2 separate regions of the Anser cygnoides genome follow, and region 1 is linked to region 2. Evidence: chromatin contacts called from public Hi-C data. All regions are on one chromosome and are shown on one strand. Each heading gives the region's core, a stretch centred on a gene start, on an enhancer-like site or on the middle of the called end of the contact. The rest is flanking DNA. Distances are from core to core; before and after follow the strand shown. Region 1 overlaps EIF2AK2 (eukaryotic translation initiation factor 2 alpha kinase 2). Region 2 holds the start of YIPF4 (Yip1 domain family member 4).

Region 1 (6,675 bases), core at 77-2,576, 350 kb before region 2:
GCTAGATTTCCTAGAAGCTAGATGCTTAACACTTAAAACGTTTACATTCTCAAGGAAAACCCACTTTAAAAGAGTATTTAAATTTTAGCACACTAAAGGTGCTAGGTGTATCTGTGGATATAGTGAGAAGAAAATTCATTTTAAAGACCTGAAATTCAGTAAGGAATAAACCCTGCTGCTTTCTAGTATTCTTCCTACCAAAATCGATCTTTCCAATTCAGCACATTACCTCCTCTGGTCTAAAGGGCACAGGAGGAGTCTAGTAATTAATATAAAGATCACTATGAAAAAACAGAAAGGTTTGATTCATGTGCCACAAGACAGCGCTTCATCCACTTCAACTGATAACGAATTGAGCATGTGTTAAGAGCACACACGTAGGGAGTTGCCACAGGCCAGTTATCACATCAACACAGTCTTATGGGAGACAAGGACTAGGTTCCTGTGCTTATTGTATAATATAGTTCAGCTCATACCTAACCTGTGTTTCCACGTAAAAATTGCAAGCAATTGTTTGCAGATGTTTGCTGTTCTGATCTGCAGCCAGTGGGAGTGAACGGTGATGCGACCATTTTGGCCAGCAAGCTCCTCAGTGGCAGGAAGGCTAAACACCATGGAAAAGACATGTCCTAAGTCTTACTCTTGCTTCTGATATATTTATGGAATTTCATAAGTTTGAATCAAACTGGATTTAAGCATCATCTGGAAGACTTTTAAAATGGCGTTTACTGCGTATGAGCTTTATGGGAGTTGTCTTTATCAACACTCTTCAAAAGCTCAAGTATTTCAGATGCACGGGGCCTTTTTGAGGCGTCCTTTGAAAGCATCCTTCTGATTATGGGTACCTGCAAAAATAAATTAAAATTGAGTTATTTTTTTAATGAGTAGATAAAGAAACTAACTGAAATAATGTATTCTAATACTATACCTGTGTTTTAAATCGCTCAGTGAAGTCCTCTGGAAATTTACTTTCTTTTACATCACGCCATACCTGAAATTCATATGAGATAAACAGTTTCAGTATGCTTTTATTCATTATATTTTGCATCTCATTTCACAACCCATATAATTTACAGAAGTAATTAGGAGAATAAAAATCTACAAAAAAGGTAAGGCTGCAAAAAGAAACTATAGAAGTTTGAAAAATTCTCATTTAGTTGAACTTTGTTTTGTTTTTATGGTCTTTTTTGTAAACTGTTGTCCCTTTTTTAAGCTTAAAAGCTTCACAAAATACAATGATGTGGTTGTTTCGGCAAACCTCTCTACTTAATAACCATTATCCTTCTGTCCTCAAATAATAATAATTAAAAAAGCAAACAACACACAGTGTGAAAAGGCTTAATTTCTTGTTCTGACAACATGTGGATGTTATTTCTGAGCCAAGCAGGTGTGCTTCCCTTTTACCTTGTTCAGTGCTACAAAATTATTTCTATGTCACTGCAGAAAATGCTAGGTGGAGTTCAAAGCAACTAACAGTGAGGATTTCTAAATATATGCTTTCAGAAACTGCTTTTGAGTAACAACTGTTTTTTTCCCCATGATGATTTTCAATTGGTTTTGCCTTTTAAACTTTGAACACCGTGGGACTGCGGGTCTGTTTGCACAGTTGGCTGTGAGTGGGGGAAAGTCCTTTAGTCTTTAGAAATGCTACAAGGTAGATAATTGGAGCCAAGTCAAATCTGTGGGTCAAACACACTTTGATATGGTTTGCTCATACTGGCAAAGAGCCAAGCTAACAGTGTTCTAGAGATTCTGGGTCCAACCATATACATAGATCTTACAAAATAATGACTTCAGAAACAATACTCATCATCTACATCCCTGTCCTACGACTATATAGGTTTGAGCATAAAAGCTGTTATACTACTGCTGTGCAAAGAAAAAGACAAAAGACACATTAAAAGGTACCTTTTAAAGCAAAGTTTAAGTAACACTGGTATCTTTTTGAAGTAACATTTTTTCAATTAAAATAAAGCTATATATTCCAAATCACTTTCATTTTCATTTTGAAAAACTACAAAGGTTTCAACTTTTTGGAAACTTTATTCTTGTTCCATGCTGTAGTGAAGAAGAGCATGGCAGACACTAAACTCTCCCAATTCTTATTTTCTAAAATTAGAAAAATATTCCTTTCCAATACTCTGATCGATCAAATAAAAAGATCAGATATCTTTTTGGTAGATATTTTTTAGATTTTTGATTATTTTCCCTATAGAGGCATGTACATATCTAAGCTTAGTAAGGCTTTAATCTGTATATCAGTAGAACATCAGTAAAATAAACCCAGTGATGTTTCTTCAGTTTCTACATTTTAACTGAAGCGTGAAGGACTTATGAGCTTTACAGACATGAACCAAGGGGAAAATATGAATACAGACAGTACTCTAGATGTACAGATTCCTTCTGGCATGGAATCAGCCTAAGATGCCTGCAGTAAGGCAAAATAATGATACATGATATAATATGAGAGGGTGTTTTAATTTTTATTTAAAGATTACATACCATATTTTTCTCATGACGACTGGCCAATGCCGAAAGAATTTCAAACCAAATTAATCCCAGTGCATAAATATCTACTTCCTTTCCATATTTGTCAAAGAACTACAAAAATCACAACAAAAACAATGTAGGTGTCAAATACAACTGGACATGACTTCTTAAGGCAAAATTTGAAATCAGTAGAAATTGTCACCTGAAAACTCCAGGACAGGCATTACTGGATCTTCATATTAATTTTTAACCCTTTCTGCTATGATCTTGTTAAATAGTGGCTGTGATGTCACATTAAAAACACTGAAATTACGACTTCTACAAAACTATATAGATAAGGCATGCCAATGTCTCTTTGTTACAAGTAATGAAACAGAGGGACTCAAATGCCACAGTTAACAGAGGTCCTAAATTCAAACTCAAATACATGGCTGGCAAACAGTTACAGAAGAGCATTTCTTACACCAGTGTCAGACCTTGTAGGTTAGGACAATTAAATAAAACCACCACACTTACAAACTGCTTTCTTCAGAATAAGGTTATCCTCATATACAGTCATATCAGGGAACATTAAGCAACTTGGTTTAATACCGCGATTAGGGTCAAACACAACCAATACTGAGTTTATACTGTGAAATGCATGCAAATAATGCAAATGCAAACAGAGACAGTAACATAGCAAGACAATTACCTGCTCTGGTGCCATGTATGATTTTGTTCCTCGGTTCTCAGTAAGAGTTTCATATGCCACAGAAGTCACAAGACCAAAGTCACCTATTTTTATTTTATCGTCACGCGATATGAATATATTCTGAGGCTATATACATATATATAAAAAAAAATAAATTAGTAAATTACTGTATGACCAAGGTTTATCATCAAGTATAATCAGCCACAGAAGTGCTCCCCTTAAAATTTGGTAATTGTTCACAGAAATTATTAAGAAACAGATTGGGGGTGGGAAACAGAAGAAAGTTCAATTAACTTCACTTTGAAATAGCACACACCTCAATAACTAACCTCATTTTAACTAGTCATTACGACTATATCATGCTTTAATATTCTTCAAATACACTGTGTATATAACATTTAATATCCAAAAATGCTTTTTAGTCTTCAATCCTAGTCTTGGAATTTGATGAACTTGTGCAAAGCATTTAGGCTTACATGGAATTCCACTCAAAGTATAGTTTCTTCTAGTCACAGTAGGAGTATCTGTAACGAAGTTGACTGCAGAGCTGGGGCTCGCTACAGGCATCTCACAGTTTTCATTGAACTTAGCATTTTTAAATTTGACAAAGTCATCAGCAACTAAAATAAAATTGTGTATGTTTGGATGAAGCTTTCCAAGCCGTCTATCGTTCCAAAGAATACATTTCTGAATGCTGTTAAAAACAAACAGCCTCATCGTGTCTAACTCAAAGAAGATCCAGTGGACTATAAGGCCAGGAGAGACTTAAGGTTTCACGGGAAGCGATCTTTGTGTCAAGAAAGCCCAGCACAGTTCTTCTGTTCGAGAACAACCAAGTCCACACACATTTAATAACAGTAGTGCCCTATTTGAAGACTCCACTCATGCCAAGTACAAACAGACATTCATCTCAGGATGAAGAGAGCTTGAACCTGTCCTGCAGCTGTGGTTCTGTGACACGGAGATCTCAAGTGGCCAAGCGCCTAACACAGATCAAAGTGGGGATAAAGAAGTTCCTAAATTAAAATGCAGGCAGACAAGTTAGCAGTAGGACTTGGAAGAAGATTACAGCTAGTTTCCACGGATGAGAGACTGGGGCAGCAGATTCATAGGAACACGGAAAAGTAGGAGATTGAGCTGAGAATAGAAAGTGGGACTGAGGAGCAAGAAAATACAAAGCCTGAAGCATGGGAAGAGGTAAGAATTAACATGTAGGGAGAGAAAGCATTTATCATGCCACTTTTTCCCAGATACCTACGGTAAACAAAGGAATGTGTATTTGTGGTTTGGTCTTGTAGTGTAGCAATAAGCCTCACAGAAGAGCTCTAAGAGACACGAATGTGTCTGCCCATAGACTAGTTTCTAAGAGCAGGCAGCGAACACGATCTGGAACCACACTGAATAAAAACTACAGAAGATTCCAACCTCTGGCTCAAAAAGTCTATAAAATTCGGGTTACTGGAGGTCTTGAGAGAAGGGGAATATGCATCAAGGTCAGCATCACTGTATCATCTCTCAGCTCTAATACTCTCTAGGTATTTGGGCATAACCACTATATGAGGAGGACAACATCCTCAATCAACATTTAGCGTGACCCCACTACAGCCATCCTTAGATTTTAGGAAAGCCACCGCACTAATGACTTGTTCACAAAGTAAGTTTTAAAACTATAAGCAACGTTGTAACTGGCATACAAACACTGAAGGCTTGTAACTTTGTCCTTTAAAAATATTTTATCTCAATATAAAATTGTATGGTCGTGCACTTGTGGAGACTCTAAAATTCTATTCAAAAAAGTAGCACGCAAATATTTGTATGCATACATGATACAAGAACAACTAGAATCATTACCAAATGCAATAGATTCTAGGATAAACTGTCCATTCGCAATATAATAAGAGCAAACTTCCTAGACTCAACCTTTTGCCTTCTTTCTTTTATTTTATTTAATTTTTATTTATTACCAAGGAAGATCAGTATTCCTTTTCCCAATAGGCTGTCTTGTGACCCAGTAGCACATAACACACTGAAAATGCCTGTTAATTGACGACTGCTGATTGCTTTGGCCTTTTTTTGGTGGTGGGTATTTTTGTGTTTTTGGGGGGAGTTGGTTGTGATGGTGTAGTTGTTGTTTTTTTGTTTGTTTTTTTGGGGAGGGAGGGTGTTTGTTTTGTTTTTTAACTAATGCACTCTGAGGTCCTTTAGTTCTCCTTCTGATTTTAGGATGAAGTCCAGCCAGTTGCTGGAAAAACAGATCACTGTAACATCAGAAGAGGCACACTACTAGGATACATAATTAAACAAATACTAAAACAATATTTTCTGAACTTCCAATAAGTACTACTTTTACCTAAAATTACTACAATTATTTAAAAAAATACCTCTTCTACTTACCTTGAGATCTCGATGAATTAACCCTTTGGAATGAATATAGTTCACTCCTTCCAGTATTTGTAAAAATTTTTTTTGTGCCCTCTCATGATACCCCCAGTTTTGTCTATTATTTTCAATCCAATCTTCCAGTGTTCCTTGTTCACAGAATTCTATTTGGATGAAAAGGCAAGGGCGTTTTGTTTGTGACCTCTGCCTGCAAAAGAAAAGTTATACTCTGTATTAAAACTGGCAAGATACAGTTCCTCCCAAGCCACTGCATCAATGATTCTCAAGTCCCTCTTCTCTAAACAAACAAACAAACAATATATCTATAGATATAGATATATATTTGTAAAATTATTATTCTTTTTGGAGTTACTCAAAAGAAAGTCTGCAAGTTTCTTGATTTTAAAGACCTTACACTGCTAGGTACTAGATCTAAATAAATAACACTCCAAACCAAACAATCCCTGTTCTGTTGCTACATACCCCTGAAAGATTCCTAACATTTTGTTTACCTCCTTGTTCACACTGAACATTTTCTCATCGCCTAAATTCTTTTCATATATAAAGGCATGTCCTGTTGAGCAAGAAATAGCACAGTACTTGGGTCCCATCTTGCCCTCTAGGAATTACTGCAAAACCCTGGCAGGTATTCTCTATAGCACTCAATAGCATTAGCCTTCCTCCCCTATCCTAAAATGATCACATTCTTTTAACCTTTGTCCCTTAAAGAAGGAAGTGTGGTGACATCTTTTATGTGCACAGGAAGTGTTCAAGGCCAGGCTGGACAGGGCTCTGAGCAACCTGATCTAGTGAAAGATGTCCCTGCCCTTGGCAGGGGGGTTGGACTAGATGATCTTTAAGGTTCCCTTCCAACCCAAGCCATTCTAAGATTGATTACATGATAACTCTGTGAATCAGAGAATCATTCCGAAAGACAGAAATCTAAATGAAATATATTCACTGAGTTCCTTCATCATCAGCCCACAGAATAGACTAAGGCTGGACATGGGGAGGGAAAAGACAATATGAAGAGGAAGAAGCACCGCTTCCTTTTTTGATTTGCACTATGTGATCTCAGTGCCTTAGAGTAAAGCATTCTGAGGCACTGAAAGAAC
Region 2 (6,196 bases), core at 1,901-4,400:
CTGGGCCCTCATGGTACGGGAAAAGGCCTGAAAAGGTCCGAAACCTAGCCGCAGCATCCGGGCGCAGCCACGTACCTAAAAATCCTGATTTCTGTTTTTTTTTTTTTTCCTCAACGCTCGGGCCGGGTCTCCCTGACAAAAGCGGGACGGGCGCGCCCCCCGCTGGCCGCCGGGCCGGGGGAGGCCGAAAGCTGCGCGTTTGGGCAAACGCTGAGTAAAAGCAGCTCGGATCGAGGGGGTTTCTCTGTCTTCTCCCTTACATACCAGGAGGGAGGAGTACTGTGTGGCTCGAAAACCTGCCCGCGGTCCTGACTTTTGTTAAGCAGGGGCAGAACGGCTTACCGCTGCCTCCGCTAGTGTGTCCTCTGTGTGGAACTGCGGCTGGATCTTAGCTGGCTAAAAAGGTCCTGGGAAAAAAAAGAATTCTTCTTGTATTATCAATGCCATGTCTGAAACGAAGATAGTAAATGACAGCAAATGTCTTTATAAATAGACTATCAAAACCAGCTAAATAGAACTACTTATGTGCCCTAGTTAATATAGAGAGAGATCATAGCCAGGCTCACAGACAATGAGAAAATATGGAAAGTATTTCCAAATATCAGACAAGATCTCTTCTTCATCAGGCATCCTGAGCGAGGTTACAAAATTGTCTTCTACATCACACCAGCCCGCACATATTTCAGTTGTGCACAGAAAATCATACAGCACACGCACAGCATTGAGCCTGCTGCGTGACACGGTGAAAATAGGAGAGAAAGAAGTAGTCACTTATGCAGTCTGATTTGTCACTCCTATTTGGTGTATCTTCTAATAAAATGTGAGATTGTGGTGTGACTCATCTCGTCACGCAATATTCTGTCATTAATTATCATTGTTCCAAGTGTCTTCAACACTGATCTAGTTTGAGACTTCATCTTTTTCTCCCCCTCTGCCATCCCTTGCAGTGCCCTGATAGCTACTCCTTATGTTTAGCAAGAGGTACGTTACTTTTGTCCCACACACCCCTTAAGTCTTGTTCTAGTAGTGCAACATTACTGCTCTTATTAGGAGACAGGTACAAAACCCCTTAAAGGTTTTGAGACACATCAACAACAAGTAAGAGTTACAATGAAGCAAATTAAAGTTTTGCCTTAAGCACAAACCCCTCTTTGACATGGTACTCTTTGTTGTCGTGGCTTTATGTTAGTCGATAACATAAAAACAAAGGAGCCTAAATTTGTCCACTGACAGATGTGTCTGGCATGCTGTGAAGGGCACAGTTTCCAGAAGCATCAGAGATATCCCAGCAACAGCAGGGAACAGCACAAGCACAATTGTGTAGGTAAATATAAGTGTAGCTATAAAGAGGGAGACACATCAGAAATTGAAAGGAAGCCTATTACAAAGGTCTTGTAACAAACAAGTTCCACATAATCAAGACAATGAGTTACTCTTGCCAGATGTCTTGATCGCTCAACTATTTAAAAGGGGAATCAAAATGCACAAAAAGCTGTAGGGCCATTTTGTATTATTAAGGTTTCAGTTAAAGGTTTTCAATTAAAAATAGGTTCCATACATTTTATATGTGATTTTTTTTTTTCCTATTGCTGCAAGGAAACTGATAATCATTGTAATATGTCCAAAGAGAACCCGAACACAAATTATATTTCATATAAACCCAAACTTCAATTATCTTTGGATATGGGAAAAAAAAAAGAAGTTTCCGGTCATGCTCTTTCTGTAAAAACCAGATAAGCTTTTACTTGTTCAAAATTACTTGAGATGGAACTCACAGTGATTTTCTGTAATGGGATATGTATGGGAAAGTATGTTCCTTTTGCAAATCAAACCACTTCTCTAGAGCAGTTATCTTCTTTTAACTTTTTCGGTTCCAAATATATCAATATTTACAAAATTTCTTTACAATGAGGGTGGTCAAACACTGGAACAGGCTTCCTAGCAAGGTGGTTGATGCCCCATGCCTATCAGTATTTAAGAGGCATTTGGACAATGCCCTCAATGACATAGTTAAACTTTTGGCTAGCCCTGAAGTGGTCAGGCAGTTGGACTAGATGATCTCTGTAGGTCCCTTCCAGCTGAACAGTTCCTGTAAAATCTTAAGCCTTAAAAAGTGAGATCTTTGTTCCTGATTCTTCAAAGTATAGACCACATAGAGAGCCATCATGCCTGTTCCCTTATTATAACAGGGACTAGCAACAGCATCTCAATCTAACTATTTTAAAACTTCTTTAGTACTACATTCAAAAACAGTGCATTACAGCACTCTCATGAAACAGACTATGAATGGAGGATTTGGTGATGCTCTGCAAGTTATCGCAGCTACTGCTAACAAGGCCTGGCAAAGGAACTATCAGACTGATGGACCCCTGGGGAGCCCTGTTGTGGTCGATGGCTGTCCAAAGACACCACTGATGCATGCGGGCGTGGGATGGTGGAAAATGAACACCATGGCAGCTGCATGTGGATAGTGAGAGGGAGCAAAGCTGAAGAAATGGGCGTCTTCTCACAGGTAACTAGTGATAGGACTAGAGGGAGTGGCCTCAAGTTGTGCCAGAGGAGGTTCAGGTTGTAAATGAGGAGACATTTCTTCTCAGAAAGAGCAGTCGGGCATTGGGACGGGTTGCCCAGAGAGGTGGTGGAGTCACCGTCCCTGGGGGTGTTCAAGGAAAGGTTGGACGTGGAGCTTGGGGACATGGTTTAGTGGGTGACATTGTGGTAGGGGGATGGTTGGACCAGATGATCTTGGAGCTCTTGGAGGTGGGAAGCAAGCATTCGGGATGACGGCTTTCTTCAAAAAAAAAAAAATCCAGAGTTAAAAAACCTCCAGATTTACGTCTGGAGGAAACCTCCAGCGTTACTCTTGAAGTGTTTATGATTTGCCAGGACATTTTTCGACACTTGAACTCCCAACTAAAGCCGTACTTCAGTAGCGGAGGGGCCGCAGGGCTCCCACCGCCCCCTGCAGGCCGGGCCCCGCCCGCCGCCGGTTGCCCGCTGGCCGCCTGCTGACGCAACCCTGGGGGGCGGTGCGGTGAGAGGGGCCTCCTGCCCCGCCCGCCCTCCGGCTCGCCCAATCGGCGGAAGCTTTATAGCGGGGTCGGGCGGAGGGGGCCCGCTGGCGGCCAATCGCGGCGCGGGGCTGCTGGGTGTCGGCCCGTGAGGCGGCTGCGCCGTGGCCGTCGGGCGCCGCTCAGCGCCGCGGCAGCCCCCGGGCAGGCCCCAGGCCAGGCCCCGCCGCCCGCACCGGCCCGCAGCCCCCGCGGAGGGCGGGGAGATGCAGCCCCCGGGGCCACAGCCGCCGCTCTACGCGCCCAGCAACGGGGACTTCACGTTCGTCTCCTCCGCCGATGCCGAAGGTGAGCGCGGGGCCCTTCCCTTCCCTTCCCTTCCCTTCCCTTCCCTTCCCTTCCCTTCCCTTCCCTTCCCTTCCCTTCCCTTCCCTTCCCTTCCCTTCCCTTCCCTTCCCTTCCCTTCCCTTCCCTTCCCTTCCCTTCCCTTCCCTTCCCTTCCCTTCCCTTCCCTTCCCTTCCCTTCCCTTCCCTTCCCTTCCCTTCCCTTCCCTTCCCTTCCCTTCCCTTCCCTTCCCTTCCCTTCCCTTCCCTTCCCTTCCCTTCCCTTCCCTTCCCTTCCCTTCCCCCTTCCCTTCCCTTCCCTTCCCTTCCCTTCCCTTCCCTTCCCTTCCCTTCCCTTCCCTTCCCCCTTCCCTTCCCTTCCCTTCCCTTCCCTTCCCTTCCCTTCCCTTCCCTTCCCTTCCCTTCCCTTCCCTTCCCTTCCCTTCCCTTCCCTTCCCTTCCCTTCCCTTCCCTTCCCTTCCCTTCCCTTCCCTTCCCTTCCCTTCCCTTCCCTTCCCTTCCCTTCCCTTCCCTTCCCTTCCCTTCCCTTCCCTTCCCTTCCCTTCCCTTCCCCCTTCCCTTCCCCCGTGTGTATTTCAGGGGGTGAAGTGTGCCCCGCGGCCTGCCCTTTCCCACCGAGCAGCGCCGTGCTGGCATGCCGTGGCGACTTTCTGTCTCAGCACCGCAAAAACAAACGCGCAACAGGCAGTGCTGTGCCGCCTTCTTTTGGCAGAGGGTGACCCTTTGGGCTCTGGCCGCTTAAACAACAAGCTGTCGACTTTGTATGTTTAGTTACAATTGTAGGAGAGGTTAGGAGTTGTGCAAATCCTGGCTCTGGTGCCCTATACTAGAAAACAAGAATTGAAGAGAAAAACTACCACAGAATGCTGAACTCTGAGCTTTGGTGAACTTAGCAATTGCTCTGACAAGGTGTACTAATCAGTAGGTACAACCCACGTTGCTTTTCTTTGATTTCTTTTTTTCCCTTTTTTGCCTTGACCTGAAAAGGGATCCAGGATCTGGATTTTGGGAGACCCCTTGGTTTTCCCCCAGAAGCATTTGCTGAGCCCCATGTTAGTAGTCTGTCAGAGCCAGTGTGTTAAAAACACCTGCCCAGTATGACGTGTTGCATTGGACTCAGCTTTGTACTTTTTTTGAGCACAAGTAAGGTGTAATCTCATGCCTGTTCGGTGTAGTCCTCTCTGGAAAGTGCCACATAGGCCTATCCTAACGAACAGACGTAAGGAAAACTAAACAGCTTGATATTTCGAAATAAAAATACCCTACATTGCATTTTAGTTTCTTGTTATTTCCCAGGTCTTGACCTATACAAAGAATGAAACTTTTTTTGTATTATTTCCATAAGAGGTAGCTGTTTGTGGGAAAGAGTGGCAGAGATTAAGTGGACATGTATGGGTTAAAGAACAGGCTGGTTTTTGTTTGTTTTTAACCTCTTGCACTGCTTTGTCCCACCTGAGATGTCATCTTGCAACATAGACTTAAGATCACATTAATAGGTTTCACGATGTAAAAGGTGGTTGTAGGTATTCACTAATCACTGAGTGCTAATGGGAGCCTTGGTAAAGAAGACTTGTGTAGAAGTTTTCCGGTGTTGCGATGGGTTGTCAGTCATCACTGAGAAGACAGAAAGAGAAGGCTGACTGGGCTGTTCTGGCTGCGTGTTTTGGCAGCCACAGCTGCGCACAAAGAATCACGAGAACACCTCCTTGCGAAGCAGAGTTGCCCTGTAGCACAGACAGGTATTTTTTAGAATGACAGAAGGGTCCCACTGATAATTGAAAACTTGTGAGGCTCTCCCTACCTCGACGTTCAGGCATTAAGAATACATTTCTTCTCCCAGGCAACAGCAGAAGGCTTTGTTTGCATCTGGTGGGATCAATGTGTGTGTGCCGATGTGTAAGGAGTGAAGAGAAATTCCTTCTTTAAATTACTGTGATCTTCATGAGGATCCCGTGCAGATGGTGTTCCTGGAATCAAAGCAACAGACCATTAACTGTCACGATTATGAAATGGCTGAGAAGCACTAATGGGGAAGCTTAAATTTAAGCTGGCATGGCCTAGCAAGCTGATTTGGGACAGAGTTCTGTTAATTTAATTGTGGTGCTGAGTGTGGAGTAAACGCTTCAGACATGCTTGCTCAACACTGTAGGACATCCTGTCACTGTTAGAATGTAGATTTTATAAAGTTATGCTGCATTTAGGTAGATGATGTCTCAAACATAATCCACAAATGCAGCCTGAGTTCTCTGAGCATGTTGCAGGAATATTTCAGAAGTAACTGCTGTAGGTAGGTGTTTGGGGAAATTTGTACATAGGATTTTGTGTGTTTGTGTGTAAAAACACACAATGATAAGGCAAAAGAAGATTTTCTTCAGTGAGGCAAAACATTTTGGGTGAGAAGGGAGTCTTTGCTTCTCAGTTTATTTGTAACAAGGTTTGTACAAATAATTGGCTTGCTTGTTTGTTGTGTGTTGTGTTTTTAAGCCAAAAAAAAAGGAAGGTTATGAATTCTTAATGGAATACTTAAACTCTTTTCATTCCGTCCTATTTTATTTCCTCAGTAGTATATTTCTTCAGTATATGTTTTCATTAACTGTTTTGTGTTCTTCATCTGTAGATAACCAAATACAATGCAAATAAAACTTTGACACAGAACATGTATAAATTGGGGGGAGTGGGGGGTGGGTAGTGCTGTGATAGAGCAAGATCATAGCGTATTAAAGAGCGTTCTTGTATCTCTCCTTATTGAACGGACCGTGGGGATCTCTGATAGTATTCTTTTTTCTACAATTTTTTAACCTGTGCTAAAAGCAGGCAACAAATCAAAATACCTGGAAATA

Evidence for each region. A called contact is a pair of places that touch in the nucleus more often than the background predicts.
Region 1: a Hi-C map of liver shows a contact between it and region 2, with 1.8 times the contacts expected there. The contact joins the enhancer-like site here to the promoter of YIPF4 in region 2. A contact is called at or near these places in 2 of 7 Hi-C or Micro-C datasets (both in liver).

Annotation. Positions count from the first base shown.
Region 1 is chr3:35,678,327-35,685,001 of Taihu_goose_T2T_genome, reverse strand. It overlaps EIF2AK2 (eukaryotic translation initiation factor 2 alpha kinase 2), which reads right to left. Exons shown (of 16, transcript XM_013170695.3): 12 at 5,576-5,768; 13 at 3,182-3,307; 14 at 2,503-2,601; 15 at 929-991; 16 at 1-845. The coding sequence ends at 726. The region is part of intron 8 of GPATCH11 (G-patch domain containing 11); the gene reads left to right. Among named protein-coding and RNA genes, the nearest start is that of GPATCH11, 9.9 kb to the left of the region's middle. Within about 2 kb of position 1,326, at least 2 of the 3 cell types and tissues checked have open chromatin away from gene starts, as enhancers often do. A contact at or near this core is called in liver, where this site is marked.
Region 2 is chr3:35,329,547-35,335,742 of Taihu_goose_T2T_genome, reverse strand. YIPF4 (Yip1 domain family member 4) reads left to right here and starts at 3,150. Exons shown (of 6, transcript XM_048047728.2): 1 at 3,150-3,359. The coding sequence starts at 3,278. LOC106029540 (a long non-coding RNA gene) reads right to left here and starts at 3,104. Exons shown (of 3, transcript XR_001203267.3): 1 at 2,926-3,104; 2 at 265-407.